Linked DNA regions of Mus musculus: regions 1 and 3 are each linked to region 2. The links are chromatin contacts, called in public Hi-C and promoter capture Hi-C maps. All regions are on one chromosome and are shown on one strand. The core of a region is the stretch at or near the end of the contact, and the rest is flanking DNA. Distances in the headings are between cores, read along the strand shown.

The links. Promoter capture Hi-C pulls out the DNA fragments that hold promoters and counts their contacts. Hi-C and Micro-C count contacts between places; a contact is called where the count stands out from the background.
Region 1: a Hi-C map of Th1 cells shows a contact between it and region 2, with 4 times the contacts expected there. The contact joins the enhancer-like site here to the promoter of Cd247 in region 2. A contact is called at or near these places in 1 of 39 promoter capture datasets (hippocampal neurons), 2 of 484 Hi-C or Micro-C datasets (the G1E-ER4 cell line and Th1 cells) and 1 of 115 datasets of contacts at active chromatin or transcription factors (embryonic stem cells).
Region 3: a contact with region 2 is called in a promoter capture Hi-C map of stem cell-derived epiblast-like cells, with 3 times the contacts expected there. The contact joins the promoter of Tmco1 here to the promoter of Cd247 in region 2. A contact is called at or near these places in 2 of 39 promoter capture datasets (embryonic stem cells and stem cell-derived epiblast-like cells), 1 of 484 Hi-C or Micro-C datasets (B cells) and 1 of 115 datasets of contacts at active chromatin or transcription factors (extraembryonic endoderm stem cells).

Annotation. Positions count from the first base shown.
Region 1 is chr1:167,270,315-167,273,014 of GRCm38.p6, forward strand. All of the region lies in intron 1 of Uck2 (uridine-cytidine kinase 2), which reads right to left. Among named protein-coding and RNA genes, the nearest start is that of Gm46170, 4.8 kb to the left of the region's middle. Within about 2 kb of position 1,252, at least 256 of the 459 cell types and tissues checked have an H3K27ac peak or open chromatin away from gene starts, as enhancers often do. A contact at or near this core is called in the G1E-ER4 cell line, Th1 cells, embryonic stem cells and 1 more, where this site is marked.
Region 2 is chr1:165,787,253-165,789,952 of GRCm38.p6, forward strand. It overlaps Cd247 (CD247 antigen), which reads left to right and starts at 1,429. Exons shown (of 8, transcript NM_001113391.2): 1 at 1,429-1,634. The coding sequence starts at 1,577.
Region 3 is chr1:167,307,367-167,310,066 of GRCm38.p6, forward strand. It overlaps Tmco1 (transmembrane and coiled-coil domains 1), which reads left to right and starts at 1,304. Exons shown (of 7, transcript NM_001039483.1): 1 at 1,304-1,567; 2 at 1,940-2,017. The coding sequence starts at 1,498.

The DNA.
Region 1 (2,700 bases), core at 2-2,501, 1.5 Mb after region 2:
GGGCAGCCTGGATGGACAGACTGACGGGGGGGGGGGGTGGGGGTGACAGCAGCAAGGTGTCTCTCCCGAGTAGCTGAAGGGAAGGTTGCAGGTGGGACTGGCAGGATTCCAGGTCTCACACACTGAGTGGAAATGCAGGGTGACAGCTGAGGACACGGGAAGGGGGCTCGGGACAAGTGATGACTGAGCAGACTCCAGAAGGGAGACGCGCAGTGAGCCAAGGAGCTTCAGAGGCGGGACCCAAGCCCAAGAAGAAAGAATACACAAAGCAACCGAGAGAACAATGGGAGGCAGGAAGCCAGCAGCAGCCTGAGGGCGGAGGTTGGGGCTGGGGTGGGGGTGCACAGTAGACCGGTGGTTCTCGATCAGTGGGTCTCGACCCCCCTGGGGGAGGTAGGGTGACTATTTCACAGGGGCTGACTATCAGATATCCTGCTTAACAGATATTTACACTACAACTCATAACAGTAGCAACAAACATAGTTTTAAGGTTGCGAGTCACCCCAACACCACCACAGTTTGCAGCACTGGGAAGGTTATGGGCCACTGCAGTAGACGCGTCCTAGAGGAAACAGCACAGTCACGTGATGCAGAAAGGTGAGCTCGGCAAGCAATGGCTTCACAGGATCCAGAGACTGGGGGGGAGGGGTGGCAGGGGAGGGTGATTACACTTAAATCCCGCAAGGAAGACTTCCCCATTAAACTCTCTCCAGCTCCTCTTGATCTGCCCAGAGCTTACTCACGTGGCACTCTCTGACACCTCAGAGATCCCCAGCGCACAGTCAACCTTCACATCACATTACCAACTGAGGAGTGCCTGGCTGAGAATGGAAGCGCCCTCTTCCTTCAGGAGTAAGACATAGTCAATGGTTCGGGGGTCATTACGGTTTGTGTTGTATGTATCAGGGTCTTGCTATATATTCCAAAGTATATCCCCCAATTAAGCCTGGCAGTGGTGGCACATGCCTTTGATCCCAGCTCTCCAAAGGGAGAGGCAGGAGGATTGAGCCAGGGCTATACAAAGGAACCCTGTCTGGGTGGAGAGGGAGGTATTCCCCAATAAAACAAATAAGTACTGGGAATATGTTTAACAATAGACTGATCAGAGAGGCTGTTCTGGCAGCACACACACTGTAGAACATGAAGGCAGGTAACAGGAGGGCGATTGTTCCCGGTTTAGACACCACTGTGTATACACTGGGGCCGGTGTTCTCACAAGCCAGACCTTATCTCCTTTTCACAGATGTAGGGATGAGGTCAAAAGAACCAGATTAAAAACAGGCCAAGACAGGCCAGGAACTGGAGCCTGACAGAGTACAAGGCCTATGTTCCCTGTCCCCAACTCACCTGAAAACACTTTTGCCACAAGCCTGCGAGGTCTCCACCCTAACTGGGCACAGTGACCGATGCCATAAAAGCTTCCATTGGATTACAATGGAAGACCTCAAATCTCACAGTGAACACAATCCCCTGGAAGGCCTGGTGGTGTCCTCAGTGCGGGTGCATCCATCTGGGGAAACAAAGGGTCAACCCAGCTGCAGTGCTCTGGGGACTGGGGACAGCAGACCAGGAAGGTCCTGCGGCTTGCTCTTCCTCCAGAATGGTGTTCATGCCTCCCTCATTCAAATAGGGCGTATTGCTCCATAATGTTCTGCTCTCAAATGTTGGCTTTCCCCACAGAAGCGACAGAGTAGGGGAAATGCAGTCGGTGGCTAATCAAAACACCATGTTTGACCTCCAGAGATCAATAAGTCGTGAGAGCTATGGCACAGCTCCAGGACCAGTCTCCAAAATGGGACTTCCTCAGACAACCAAATATGGAACACATAAGCGTCGTGGGCTCTCTCCTGAGACAGAACGGCCACACTGCTTCTGTGTGATGCTGCCCCCAGCACACCTAGCAGAAATGGGCTTGTGAAGCCCCCACACATGCTGCAGGCCACATGCAGCCCCCAGTTCCAACCCTGAGCTCTGAGTCCTAGTCAGAAGTAGGCATTACCAATAGGATCACAAGTCCATTTGTGTGGGGAGAAGGGTTGTTGGGACTGGATCTATTATGTAGCCCTGGGTGTCCCGGTACTCACTAGGTAGACCAGGCTGGCCCAAAGTCACAGAGATACCTGCTTCTTTCTGCCTCCTTATTGATGGGATTAAAGGTGTGCTCCACTAAAACTGGTAATATTTTATCTTCTAAGTTTAGTGTGTTGCTAGGCAATCAGGCATGCCTTCACTAGATCAGAGACTTTAAAAACACACTTTATAAAGCTGTGTGTCATTTTGTATGGCCTCCTTTGGATGATTACCATATTTATATGTATTATAATGATACATAATTATGTGTATTATAAACTTCTATAAGATCCTACTAAACACTGCTACTTAAAGTGTCCCTTTTTGATGAACGGAGCACAAAGCCTGTGTAAACTGTGAAACATGTATAATGTGCTTTCCATCCTATTAGATGTGCGACAGTGGGGCTGGATGGCTCAGTGGTTAAGAACGCTTATTGCACGGGGCGTTGTGGCGCACGCCTTTGATCCCAGCACTCGGGAGGCAGAGACAGGCGGATTTCTGAGTTCGAGGCCAGCCTGGTCTACAAAGTGAGTTCCAGGACAGCCAGGACTACACAGAGAAACCCTGTCTCGAAAAATAAAAACAAAAAAACAAAACAAAGCAAAACAAAAAACAAAAAACAAAAAA
Region 2 (2,700 bases), core at 179-2,678:
TATATATCGATATATGTATGTATGTGTGTGGTATATGTGTGTGTGGTATATGTGTGTGTGGTATATGTATGTGTGTATGGTGCATGTATGTATGTGTGGTGTGTATGTGTATGTATATATGTGTATATGGTGTATGTATGTGTGTGGTGTGTGTATGTATATGTGCTATGTACATGTATGTATGTTATGTGTGTGGTATATGTGTGTATGGTGTATGTATGTGTGAGGTATATTTGTGTATGGTGTGTGTATGTGTATGTATTTGTGGTATGTATGTGTATAGTATATGTGTGTATGATGTGTGTGTATGTATGTGTGGTATATATGTGTATGTATGCCATGTGTGTGGTATATGTGTGTATGGTGTATGTATGTGTGTGGTTTATGTGTGTGCGTGTGTGTGTGTGTGTGTGTGTGTGTGTGTGTGTAGCTCAGAGGACATCTTACAAGAATGGCTTCCCATCTACCATGTGGGCTCTGAAGATGGAATTCAGACTGTCAGGCTTGGCAGAAACTACCTGAACCAGCTCTCTGCCTCCAGATTTGATAATATTGTCTTTCCATTTAGAAGGCTGGTAGACTGAAAAGTAACTGTGGACTTCTTGACTTTCTTTTTTAAATCAAAGAAACCAGAGGCACCCTCCCATCCACATGATCCTTTCCGGGTCTCTGTCCCGTCTCAAAGCTTGTGTACACTCACCTACAACTCTCCGTTATGCTTATTTCTCAGTTTTATTTTTTATTTTGTTTTGAGGCAGTCTTGCTACACAGCTCAAGTTGGCCAGGTATTCACTGTTAGTCCAGTGTGACCTCAAACTCACACTCCTCCTGCCTTTGCCACATGAGTGATACGATTTACAGGCAGGCAATCTAGGCCTGACTTTTATCGTTTTCTTACTGTAAATGACCCCAAGGGTGAAAAGTTGACAATTAGAGGAAGCATGTGACCTCGGTTTGGTGGCACATACTGTAATCTTGACCTGTGGAAAGCTGAGGAGGGAAAATTGTGAGTTCAAGACCAGCCTGGATTAAATAGTGAGATTTGTCTCAGGGAAAAGAATTTTGAAAACAATGTAAGCTATAGTATTTCACACTATTTATGGTCTGAATTGAGGCCAAGTTCAGAACTATACCTCAAATATCCTCCTTTCTTTGTGCTTCAGATAAAGAAGCTGACGTCTGGAGATGCTTCAAGGCCACACAGCAACTTAGATATATGCCTAGGGTCTGACTTCAGCAATTGAGAGTCACGTACAAATTAGTAAAGAATTAAAATAATAAAAAAGTACATTAAACTACAGTCAAATTGAAGAAAAAGCAAAATTCAGACGGATGCACATTCTTACACCCCAAACCTCCAAACCTTCAGAACTTCCTGCCTATGAATCGAGAGGGGGAGTGAGAGGGTGTCTTGCTGGCAGGTGCTGTCTCAAAGGCCCACAGTCCTCCACTTCCTGGGGTGTCAGCCACAGAACAAAGCCAGCAGAGACTCCATCAGCGCCTCCTTTTCTCCTCATCCTCCCAGGCATAGCTGCCTCTGCCTCTGCCTCTGGGTACCATCCCAGGGAAGCAGAAGATGAAGTGGAAAGTGTCTGTTCTCGCCTGCATCCTCCACGTGCGGTTCCCAGGAGCAGGTAAGGGCTCTGTTTCCCGCGGCTCGACCCTTTTAGAGCCTCTCCGTGTGTCTGAGGGGCAGCGGAGGGGTGCCAAGGACCTGGTGCTTCTTTTAAAGCTTGTCTTCCCAAAGTCAACGGGCAGAGTGGGCAGCGGCAGTGTGGGCTTGGGTCCCACCCAGGCGTCTGCTCTGTGACAGCCAAGCTGGTTATCGGTTGGGGGCCAGCTGTTTGAAAACACAGTTGTAGATTGTCTAATGATAAAGGCAAAAGAAAAAGACTGTGGAGGGAAAGGGCAAGGAGAAACGCAGCGAGTCAGCAACTGAGACAGCTCTGCGCGGACGGGAGAAGCGGCACAGGATCCGAAACACCAGCCAGCTAGGCCTCGCTCCTCTACTCTGGTTTCCAGATATCATGACTCCTTCCGCCCCTCTCTGGTTGGCATTGCCGCTCAGCCCCGTTCTTTCCTCCTTTGCCAATAAAGGACATTGCCATGGTCAGTCAGAAAGGGTCATGGCCTGTGACCCTGAGTATCCTGAAACATCTGGTAGAGGCCGAGCCCCTACAAGAGAACTTGAGGCAGGGAGGGAGGGAGGCGTACGGAGTAGGCATCCATATTTGCAGCCTTTTGCAAGGCGCATTGCCACCTTCTGGCCCAGAGCATTTAAGTCTAAGCTCACCCTGTCAAGGCTGTCCCCCACATCACAGCCACCAGCTACCCTATGACATACTGATTCTCTGTGATATACTCACATGGCTCTCTATCTGAGCCAAGCAGCCAGAGACACGGACAGAAATGCTAGCAACAGGTTGAAGAATATGTGTTAATACGTGACCATCACGAGTCACAACCAGCCCAGAAGACAACTTGCGCCAGAGCCCACTGCATCCCTCCAATGCCTGGCATTTGGCATGCGGTAGCCTTAGTGTGCTTCCTAGTTCAGCAGTCGGGGTGGAAGCGAGGGAACAGAAGACAAAAGACACCACTCACAAGATTGGTGTCATGGCCGTTTTACAAGAAATGGGACAATCTGTATTTGAATCTAGAAAGACAAGGATGGTAGCTGTAAGGGGTACCCTTCCTCCA
Region 3 (2,700 bases), core at 54-2,553, 1.5 Mb after region 2:
GTGAAGAATCGGTCTTGCGCTCTCAACACTTTAGCTATAATTCTATCTTACTATGGCGTACAATTTCCCTGGGGAATTTTGGAACCAAGGAATCTTATCTTGCTCCATCTTACAGGGCCCAGTACTGTTCCTGACATATATTTAATGTCTATTAAAGACGTATATTTATAGTTATATCTTTATTTAATAGACATATATTTAATATCTATTAAAGGAGTCCTGGATAAATATAAGGCAAGAGAAACTAAAAAGGTAATGCTACAGAAGATTTATAAATTGTGTGCAGTGAAATTTGGAAGAACAATGACAGAAAATGGAAGTCAAACTGGGCATGGTGGCACAGTTATGGAAAGCTAGGACAGGGGGGTCTCTTGAGTGCTCCAGGTCAACCAGGGCTCCATAGTGCAACCCTGTCTCAAAAAAACACAAGGACGCACAAAGGAAGACTTCTGAGTTTTCTTGAGGAAAAAGAGCAGATCTGAGAATTGGGAGGAATCGAGTGCTCTTATATCAAGGCCTTCCCGTCATTTTCTCGCCCCGCTTGCACACGGTAATTTACAGTCCATCACGGAGGACATCTGAGTGTATGAGGCTCTCTCAAGACATCCTACTTTTACACACCACACCTTTTTCTATCCCCGTGTCCGTCCCCCCCCAACCCCCCGGCTGTTTTTTTTTTTCTTTCTTTCTTTTTTTTTTCGAGACAGGGTTTCTCTGTATAGCCCTGGCTGTCCTGGAACTCACTCTGTAGACCAGGCTGGCCTCGAACTCAGAAATCGGCCTGCCTCTGCCTCCCAAGTGCTGGGATTAAAGGCGTGCGCCACCACCGCCCAGCCCCCAAAACACTTCTAACTCAAATTCAACGTTTTCACTTCTTCCCCTTCGACTGCGCCACCGTTCCTTCCAATAAAAGCCCGGCCGCAGCAAGCGAGTTGTGCAGCCCTTCTCCTCCAACGGCGTCCCCGGCATCATAAAGGCTGGTTTAACCAGCGCCCGAGGACTCCTCGACTCGGCTCGCCCAGCCCAGGACCGGGGCGAGCCCCCAGACCCTGACGCTCCGCACGCGGTGGCCTAACTTTTCGGCCACGGAGGCGGGGATGCGGGTGAAGTCCAGCCACCGTGTGACAGGGTTCTAGTGTGAGGTAGGCGATCGGGCTCGGAGAGCAGGTAACGCACTGCCGAGGTCGCAACGCCGCCGCCACCACACCGCCATCCTCCGACCGACCTGGCTTTCCAACTCTCGCGAGACCGGGCCTGGCGCGCGCCTTCGGCCCCCGAGACTTGCGCGTTGCCGCTCTCTCCCGACTATGGCGGCCAGACGGCGGGAGTGAAGCCTGTAGTTCCGGGTCGGCGCCCCGGAAGCGGAAGTGTAGACTCGGGGCTGTCAAAGTTGTAGCGCTCCTCGAGGGTCGGTCCCGCCACGTCTCTTCCCGGTCTCTCTGGCTCTGGAGTGCTTTCCCCCCGCGGAGGGTGGGAGCGCGGGGACAGACGGGCGAGATGAGCACCATGTTTGCAGACACGCTGCTCATCGTCTTTATCTCCGTGTGCACCGCGCTGCTCGCCGAGGGTGAGGGCGGCTGTTTCCTTGGACGTTTGATTAATCCCAGGGTGGAAGGGCACTGGGGTCCCTCGCACCCCATGAGCAAAGATCGGGAGCCTCACTCCCTGCGGCCTGCGTGGTCCGTTGCAAGAAATCCCGGGCTCATCCCCCTATAGAAGCAGGAGAGTAGTGTGGAGTCATACGTCCTGATTTTCTTTACGTATTTGTGGATACACTGAAAAAAACAAAACAAAACATGGGTTGATCTGACTTTGAAAAAAGTTACTGATAAGTATAGAGCAAAATGTCGAAATCCTTTTGTCTCCAATACTAACAATTAAAGATGGTTTGTTGTGATTTCCATTTATTTCTCATTAGCATGTTGCTTTTACTGTTTAGGCATAACCTGGGTCCTGGTTTACAGGACAGACAAATACAAGAGATTGAAGGCAGAAGTGGAAAAACAAAGTAAAAAATGTGAGTATGGTAAGACGGTGGACGGTTCAACACGGGAAGTTCAATGGGTGCATGTTCACAGTAACTAAGAGAGGAGTATACCAAGAATACTACAAGCCAGTGTTCCTTGTTAGGGCAACTGAAATCTCAACACTCAGGAGATGGACATGATTGTGAGTTCGCAGCTAGTGTGGGCTACATAGGGAGATTCATGTTACAAACAAAACCATACTCTAACTTGGTAAAGATAGAAATCAAAGACCTTTGTGCAGCATCTTTAATAAAGCTAAAAGGAATCTGGGTGTGGTAGAGCTCCAGATAGGGCAGGCCTGGTCTACATAGTGCATTCCAGGCTGGATCTACTTCCTGTCGAGACCTTGCCTAAAACGGGGGGGGGGGGGGGGGGGGCGGGGAGCTAAAGGGGAAAGGGGTCATGGCAGACACACACACACACACACACAGAGTCTTCATTCTAAAGAAGAGGTCCTGTTCTGTTGTGAGAGACTATGGAAGATCTCATGGTACAGATGGACCCAGTGCCTTGTGGATTAGTTAGAATGTAGATAGAAGATAAAAGAGGGAGAGGAAATTCTAGGGAAAGGAAAAATCACGTAAACATGGAGATTTGAATGTGTGAGCTGTGTTTGGAGAATAAGTCACTGTGACTAGTGTCAGTGGGAGTGGTACCCTTTAAAGTTTAGCCA